Regions from separate parts of the Zea mays genome. Here region 1 is linked to region 2. Evidence: chromatin contacts called from public Hi-C data. All regions are on one chromosome and are shown on one strand. Each heading gives the region's core, a stretch centred on a gene start, on an enhancer-like site or on the middle of the called end of the contact. The rest is flanking DNA. Distances are from core to core; before and after follow the strand shown. Region 1 holds the start of LOC100193362 (acyl-CoA-binding protein). Region 2 holds the start of LOC100193038.

Region 1 (4,541 bases), core at 1,966-4,465, 180 kb before region 2:
TGGGTCATCTGCCAAGAGACCCTGATGGGAAACGGTGACGGACAACTTTGGCAAACTTAGGCTAGCTCCAGCAAGAGATCCTAAAGGGTTCTGTACTCTAAATATAGAGGATCAAATGGTCTTCTATGCTCTCCAGCAGCGTCCTCTAAACGGTCCTCTAAATTTAGAGGACGCTGCTGGATTCTCTATATATAGAGTTTCTCTAAACGGTCCTCTATCATTTGAATATTTTAAATAACCGGTTTAGCAAAACTAAAATATGTACAATACATTTGAGAGTATGACAAATACGTATGTACAAAAAATAAAAATAAAAAATGTCTCTAATATAGATATTTGAGTATAGAGGACATGATTTAGAGGATGTTGTTGGAGAGAAAAGAGATATAGATGATGGATATAAAGGACGTTGCTGGAGACAGCCTTATGCTTACCTACTGATTTATCTAAGATACAAACTAGTTTGCAAACCAGTGTTATTATGCAACTCAAATTCTGGTTCAACTTTGAGTTCTGGAAAAACAAGTTGCTGTGAGCTATGTGAATTTAGCTATCTCTTTTATCTTTCTCTTTCTCTTGCTTGGTACAGTTGTAAAAACATATCTGTATTTTCATCCATTTGGAAAAAAAAAAAACAAAACTGAAAGCCAAAAGCAGGCTACGGGAAAGCGCCAGCTTTTGAAAAACCAGCTTCGGATTCTAACCGCTTGGTTGAGTTTCCACGTTTTAACAGTAGAAACACTTTCAAAAAGCTATAGAGACAAAAACATTGTGAAAACAGTAGAAGCCAAACTAGCCTGTAAAACGAAACACAGCCTCAGATATCACACAGACAGATATCATAATTTAGAAGACTCAAGTCTTCACAGATAGATAGATAGATGGATAACACTGGTAACCAGTTACATAAACAGGTACATGGTACATAAACCAGTTACATAGATAGATAGATGGATATCATCATTATGGCCCTTTATTTTCCCTCTACTTTAATATATGGGTGCGCAGTCCTCCTGCGCTCTTTCGAAAAAAAAAAAAGTTACATAAACAGGTACATGGTTCACAGATCCCCAATGGATCGAATGATATACTTCTAATGAGGAAATGGCACAAAGCTCATCTGACAAATAGCTGTTTGGCAACACTATTAAGAGACTTTTAAGAGGCGGCAGCCTCCTCCTGGAGCTGCTTCACCTTGGTGATGTAGTCATTCATCGCCTCATCCTTCGATTTGCCTGCCAAGATCTCAAGAGTCTGAGCAAGAAGTACTGTAATACCTTGTGATGCTATTGGAATAGATACATCCATGTAGAACACTAGTATTGTGGTAAAAAAAATTTAAACAGCCCAAAATACAACGATCAGATGAGTGTATGAACCTTCAACAGCCTTCCAGGCATCCCACTTGGCCCTGTCCTTTTGGTAGAATATGCCCGGACGATCTTCAAAAGTTTATTAACGAACAAACATGTAAGCACAGCTGTGTTAAAAAATATATACTATTGTAAACAGAAAAGATGCGCAGATAAGTTTTTCAACAGACACTATCATGGTCCCATGAGTTAATGGCAACTGGTCGAACAGACTAGAGGTTCATTTAGTACAACGCAAACAGAGCATAATCATGACTTGGTTACAACTGACATATGGAAGAAAAAACACATTTGAGTGTTTTGAACTATATAATGATATGAACATTACATTTTTTTAACTCTATGTTAAGTTACTCAGCCAAACCCTATGAACCTGAATTTACCATTCAACTGCATCTCGGTGCAGCAAATTTCATCAGTAAATAGATGTTGCAGGACAGAGCATAGAAATCTACAATTCAGTATTAGTTGAACCCCAAGAGGTTGGTCAACATCTAATACATCCCTGTTCCATTACTGCTGAACTTCTGTTGCTATGTACTACATAAACAAGCCCTAGAATCATGGTCAAAATTTGTTGTCCAAACTTGGGAAGAAATAAAAAGATATTACAGTAAATATGTTCATCTTATTCTTTATAATACCGTCTTGTTTGCTTACTAGGATTTTGCCCGCATTTTATATTCTTAGGATTTCCCCCTATTTTATATTTTATCACGGATTCACAATACATATTCACCACTGTTCAGATTTCTAAATTAAATCGTTAAACTTCAAAAGCAAACTAGCAGGCCCTGCTGTTTAATTTATACAGAGGAAGCAAATCGTCAACCTTTCAGGGAATTCGTATTATGACACATAAAGTTATTAAACACTATCCATGCTAGGAATAGTTTTGAGCCATGACACTTAAATTGAATTAGGTTTCTGCAAACCAAGAGCTTCATCCACACACCAAACTTAGAAAGGGAACTGAAAAGAAGAGAACAAAATTAGCTGCGTGATTACATACTAACCGGTATTCACATCTCCAACCGTGGCTTGCTTGTAGAGCCCGTAGAGGATCAGCTTGTTCTCATTGCTCGTGCTCTCAGGCAAGGTCTTTGCCTTCTCAGCATGCTCCTCAAATTCCTCCTGCAACAGAGATACAGCTCATATTCCTAGGGGACCACGATTGCAATACTATGCTAAACTATTTCACAAGGTAAATCTTTCATGCAAACCATTTTAAGCAATCCAGACTTTGACCCACGCGCTTCGCCACTCTATTTCTCTATAGAATTATATGGAAAACCGATAAGTCGCAAAATACTTAAAACAAACGGGGAATTTTCCATCTTACATCCAAAGGCATGATGAACCGCTCGAGAGTTAGGGCGGCGCAAAAGCATTGGATCCCCTCTTAAGCATGAACATAAAGGGTACAAAGAGCCAACAGTCTGAATCCACCAGATCTTGGCTACGCATACAAATCTAGATGGAAAATAAGACCACGCAGCAGCGGATTTGAAGTCTAGATCGTTTCTCTGGAGAACCTAAAAACGAACCTCGTATAGACACTACTGTGGGTTGGGGTACAGTGCAAGAATCGAAACGGAACTGGAGATTCAGAACCAAATGGAAACAAAGAACCAGTCTTGGTGACCATCAGATGAATAAACGTTCGATCTTCAACAAGCGAGTAGCAGAATATGGCGATTTAGAGAGTGATGAGCCGTGTACCTGCAGACCCATGGCTTGGTTTCAGGATTGTTTTCCTTCGGCCTGGTCTCTTCTCGGTTTTAACGACGACGACTGGCGACTAGATCGGATCCACTTGTTATATAGAGCGATACTGGAGTCATTATGCAGTGAGAAACCCCCTGTTTCCAGATTTAATTATGCAGGAGCCCCTGTGTTGAGCAAAGTTTTGAAGATGGTCCTTGAATAATTGTAGATTTTTTTTAAAAAAAAGACAATGTCAGTAATGATAAGTTAGGAAAAGGACAAAATTATTAGTGTTACAGGTTACCGTAGTAGATCGTGTAAAATAGAAATTTTGCATTGTAGATTACACTGTTTATAAAATAAAATTCGAAATAAGAAATGAGATAAGTGGTGAAATATGATAGCTGTTGTAGACCTAAGGTGCCTTTGGAATATGAAAGTTTTCTCTATTTCTTGAGTTTACTACTATGAAAATCAATTGATTTTAAAAAAATTCTGGATACGTTTTAGAGGGTCCTTAGCTTCATTCACGGATGCACCAGAAAAGGTCTATGAGAGAATGAGGAAGCATCGCTGATTCAGTGACACTGTGACAGTAGTGTGCATCAGTTCCACAGTAAACTGCTTGTACATGGAGGCAATGAAAGATAGGACCTGACCTCTAATCAATACTCATAATTGGAAAAGTGAAGGTATATGTTTGGTAGAGATTTATTACCGGAAACAAATTAATATAGATCTGGAATTCAATATAGAGCAGTTTTTTTTTACAGTAACACAGAGCAGTTTTACCATGGATCTAAGATCCATCCTGGACCTGAGAAAACTGTTTAACTAACGTAGCATTCATCACGAACAGAGGAGCAGCCAGAAGCTTCTACTCCTACCCAAACCCCAACAGTTCATCAGTTCAATAGGGATCTGGGCGAGCATTTCAACTCAAGACAAACACGAATAGCAGTTAGCTGTGTTTTTTTACCTATGTATGGTCCATGGGCCATGGCCATCCGGTCCCAAAAAGATGAGAATGAGATGCTGGTGAGCATAGCAGGCGGACCAGCATGGGAGTAGGATGCTTCGAAGCTGGTGGCAGTAGGATATGCTCGCTCGGATGGAACCGCCCAAGTGGGCAAATTAATAAATGGCTGTGAAATATATGATGCTCTAAAAAGACCAAACTAGATGCCAGTTCCATGCCAGCGTCCCCCATTCTACGGTTGCGACCAAATTAAGCGTTATTCGATCTACTGGAAAAAAAAGGCAGGTGTTTTTTTATAACAAAATCAGAATATAAAACATGACAATCTCAATTATCAAACAACATGAATACAAACACAGAAATTTCCGCGTGGGACATGTAATTGGCTTCAACACACCGCTAACTTGAATTTTTGGCTGAGTACCATTATGAAAACAAGATCTTTGACGGTAGCACACGATCCCTATTAAGATACCATTTTC
Region 2 (4,232 bases), core at 1,151-3,650:
CACCTCTCTTCGGCTCTAAGTCGATTAGAGGCATCCTAGGTGGTATGTCGACACCAAGACACACTCTAGGATCTTTTCTCCACGATGAGGTCCCTCTCGGCAGGGGCGGACCCACGAGGGGTCCAGGTGGGCCATTTGCACACCCTAAGCTAGGCCCACCCAGACCTCAGCCCAGACGTATGTTTGTCTTCTGGTGTGAGCAGGCGAGCAGGGGCACGAGGCACGATGGTTCGTCTTCGTTCTTCAACTATCTGTCCGCCAACCGTCGACTGTGATGTGAGTTCGAGCGACAACGACATATCCCGTGTCTCACGCCCTGCTCCTTGTGATCGCCGACGCCGAGAGTCGAGACTACCGCACCCCTGCCCCTTGGCTGTAGCGCCAGGCCGCCAGTCGCCGCTGCCTTGGCAAGTTGGTCTAGCCTGAGGGCTAAGGTTCGTTCATGCCACTGTATCATTGCTCTCCATTTGTGTTGGCTATCACTATAAAAAATATGAACCCTATGTTTAATCCTTAATTTTTAGTTTTTTATTGTCATGGATTTGTAAACACTAGTTGCTAGTTTTAATGTAAATACGTAATTATTAATATATACTACAAGTCTGCAGTGTAGATATACTATTTTATATCTATATATCGAACTGTTTACCAAATTTATTCCAAATTATATACATTAGATAGAATTTGGGATAAATTTTTTATTGTGGCACACCCTATATAAAAATCCTAGCTAGGGCCGCCACTGCCTTCCGGAAGACGAGATCTAGATCTGCTGCGAAGAAGATGACCCTTTGCGCTGACTATCGTGGACGGTCCGAGACTCAGACATTAACCGTTCGGACGTGTGCAGAGGAGGAGCCGCTCCTATGTCTAGGTCACAGACGGTCCGGTCTAAAACTACATACCGTCTTTGTAAGAGGACACCGCCAACACCAACATTTCTTTGCCTATCTACGTTTTACCCCGATTGAGAGACGAGAGGTAGAAAATGACAGAGATGCCTAGAAAGTGACATGGACTAGCGGGATTAACCTGAGAACCGAGTTATAACGGATTCAGACCTCCACCCTTTACATAGATGAAGGGGTACGACCGATTCAGGCCTCCACAATCGATTCAATCAACTCTACTTATCGTTTTAACTTATGCATTAGGAGTAGTTCTTAGTTTAGCCTTCCTCTACCTCGAATTTTCACCTCTCTTCAGCTCTAAGTCGACTAGAGGCATCTTAGGTGGTATGTCGACGCCAAGACACACTCTAGGATCTTTTCTCCACGATAGGGTCCCTCCCGGCAGGGGCGAACCCACGAGGGGGTCCAGGTGGGCCATGGCACACCCTAAGCTAGGCCGACCCAGACCCCAGCCAAAACGTCTGTTTGTCTTCTGGTGTGAGCAGGCGAGCAGGGGCACCGGGCACGATGGTTTGTCTTCGTTCTTCAACTATCTGTCCGCCAGCCGTCGATTGTGATGTGAGTTCGAGCGACAACAACATATCTCGTGTCTCACGCCCTGCTCTTTGTGATAGTCGACGCCGAGAGTCAAGACTGTCGCGCCCCTGCCCCTTGGATGTAGCGCCAGGCCGCCAGTCGTCGCCGCCTTGGCAAGTTGGTCTGGCCTGAGGGCTAAGGTTCGTTCATGTCACTGTATTAGTGCTCTCCATTTGTGTCGACTATCACTATAAAAAATATGAACCCTATGTTTAATCCTTAATTTTCAGTTTTTTAATGTCACGAATTTGTAAACACTAGTTGCTAGTTTTTATGTTTAATCCTTAATTTACAGTTTTTTAATGTCACGGATTTGTAAACACTAGTTGCTAGTTTTTAATGTAAATGCGTAATTATTAATATATACTGCAAGTATGCAATATAGGTATACTATTTTATATCTATATATCAAACTATTTACCAAATTTACTCTAAAATTATATACATTAGATAGAATTTGGGATAAAATTTTTATTATGGTACATCCTATATAAAAATCCTAGGTCCACTACTGTTTCCTGGAAGACGAGATCTAAATCTGCTACGAAAAATACGACTCTCTGCGCTATTGTAGACGGTTCGAGTCTCAGACGTGGATGAGGAGCCGCTCCAACGTCTAGGTCATAAACCGTTCAGTCTAAAACCACGTAGCGTCCGCGTATCCGCAGATGACAGCGTCAACACGAGCATTGCTTGCCCTATCTACGTTTTACTACCTCGATCGAGAGACGAGAGGTAGAAAATGACAGAGATGCCCGCGGCAGTTGCAGAGCATGCACGCTCCCACGCGGCCAGCGTGCGACGAATTCTTTGGTTCCGCAGGCCTGGAGCCTTGTGTGGGCTACTCTTGCTCCATCACCTACGGATGTAGGAATACCAACCATGCCACTGCCAGATCTCCTCTCCTCTCCACTGAGGACTCTGACCAGTGGGACTAGGATATTCCTTCTTCTTCACCCACGACTCCGCCTTCCTAGTTCTTGGGCGGCCGGTGAGGACGAACACGGACTCGCGCTCTCGCTCGCGCCATCGGAGGAAAGGAGATCCACTCGGAGCATGCGGGCCGCCGCGCGGTAGATGGTGAGCGCTCTTGGTTTTCCCCCCCTTCTGATTCTGCTCTGCAGATATGGGGTCATTCATTGGGGTTCCCCGCTGGCCCGCTCCGTCATGCCACTTCTCACGCTTGGAGGACTGCCTTCCTTCCTCGATGGCGTGACGGCTCAGGGCTACAGATCACTGCTCCCTCTCCACCTACGGCGCTAAGCCCAAACCCCGATCGACCCGCTTCGTCAAAACCCACGCCGTTTTCCCCTCATCGATCTCCTCGCTGGGACCCAATTCCACTTCCAACCGGCCGTCTCCTACCAGTACCGCCTGCGCCTCCCTGGACCCGTTCCGTCTGATTCCCCACCGCTGCTTCGTCGTCAACATACTTCTCAGCCAATAGGTGCACATCTTCCTACTTCGATGCGAATCCTACTCTGGATTCAAGTCAGGTCCAGTTTGAAAGTGACAAGAAGCTGCTCTAGTTCCACGCATCTTCGCCGCCCCATCATTGCCACCCGCAAGCGGCAAGCCCAACGGTTTCCAACCCAACCGGAGTGATCAATCCTTCTACTCTACTCTACTCAGTGGAGTAGTATAGTAAGTATGGTCAACCTCAGTTCATTGCGCTAGGCGCAATAAATTCTCTGTGCTATGCACGGATTATATTTCATCGCTAGTATATCCATGATTTATAAATTCTTGGTCCCATTATTTTCTCTTTGTTAACGCTTCATTTGTGCCTTAATTTAAGTAGCTAAGGATATTCTAACCTAATGTAATGTACGGTCTCATTCCAGGTGCCTAAGACTGTCTCCGGTAGACAGTAGACTGTCTCCGGTAGACAGTGTAAAATAGGGGACACATTTAATAGACTCAGATGGACCCACAAGTCAGAGACTCTGAGCTAATTATAAATGAAGAGACAATCTTTACAGTGGCAAAAATACAATTCTTCATTTTGTGGCATTGTACCAACATCTTGGCTGTCCTGTCCTTTTTGTCGATGCCCCTTTTCATACTGGAGTTCGTGTGCTAATTTACTTAACTCCGTTCCTCATTTTTTTTTGCACTCTAGTTGTTTAATCGCCCTTCAGCCTTCAAGACACATATAAATGACTAGAGCCTCATTATTCCCAAATCCCAATGAACATAGTATCATTCATAAGTCAGAATCCAATTTTTCAGATTGTTATATAGAAGCAAGAGATCATCTGCACGTTCCATGCAAAAGTGAATGGTATCGATTTGATGCCCCCCCCCCCCCCCCCCCCCCCCACACACACACAGTATCAGTGGTTGGTTCTACTGAGCCAGCGTACTTCCCCACATTGTCCAAAATAATATTTATTTTCACTGGATTTGTGTTCTGACTATTACTAGTGCCCAATGTTCTACATGACCATACATTCAGAGCATAGTATTTCAGAGTACCATATAATGTGTACACAATAAACCACTCGCATACTCAATGGAGAATTTGAAGACATTGATGAACAACCATATGCTTGCTTATGTCTGACTATTTGGCTTACCAACTGCAGAAACTGAGGAACACGGCAATAACACGAGCAAATTCAGCTTGTCTTCCAATGGGGGATCGTGTTGGTGTCAAGTACAACAGCATCAATGAGGCTGAAGAGCATAAGGGAGGGCATGGCATCCCCAAGGTTTCCATGATACCCCTCATATTCCTCATAT

Evidence for each region. A called contact is a pair of places that touch in the nucleus more often than the background predicts.
Region 1: a Hi-C map of leaf shows a contact between it and region 2, with 9 times the contacts expected there. The contact joins the promoter of LOC100193362 here to the promoter of LOC100193038 in region 2. A contact is called at or near these places in 10 of 25 Hi-C or Micro-C datasets (bundle sheath, ear, endosperm and 3 more) and 1 of 3 datasets of contacts at active chromatin or transcription factors (leaf).

Annotation. Positions count from the first base shown.
Region 1 is chr10:77,638,145-77,642,685 of Zm-B73-REFERENCE-NAM-5.0, reverse strand. It overlaps LOC100193362 (acyl-CoA-binding protein), which reads right to left and starts at 3,215. Exons shown (of 4, transcript NM_001309876.1): 1 at 3,096-3,215; 2 at 2,390-2,507; 3 at 1,380-1,442; 4 at 837-1,235. The coding sequence starts at 3,107. The coding sequence ends at 1,159.
Region 2 is chr10:77,461,583-77,465,814 of Zm-B73-REFERENCE-NAM-5.0, reverse strand. It overlaps LOC100193038, which reads left to right and starts at 2,400. Exons shown (of 2, transcript NM_001358595.1): 1 at 2,400-2,567; 2 at 4,076-4,232. The coding sequence starts at 2,565.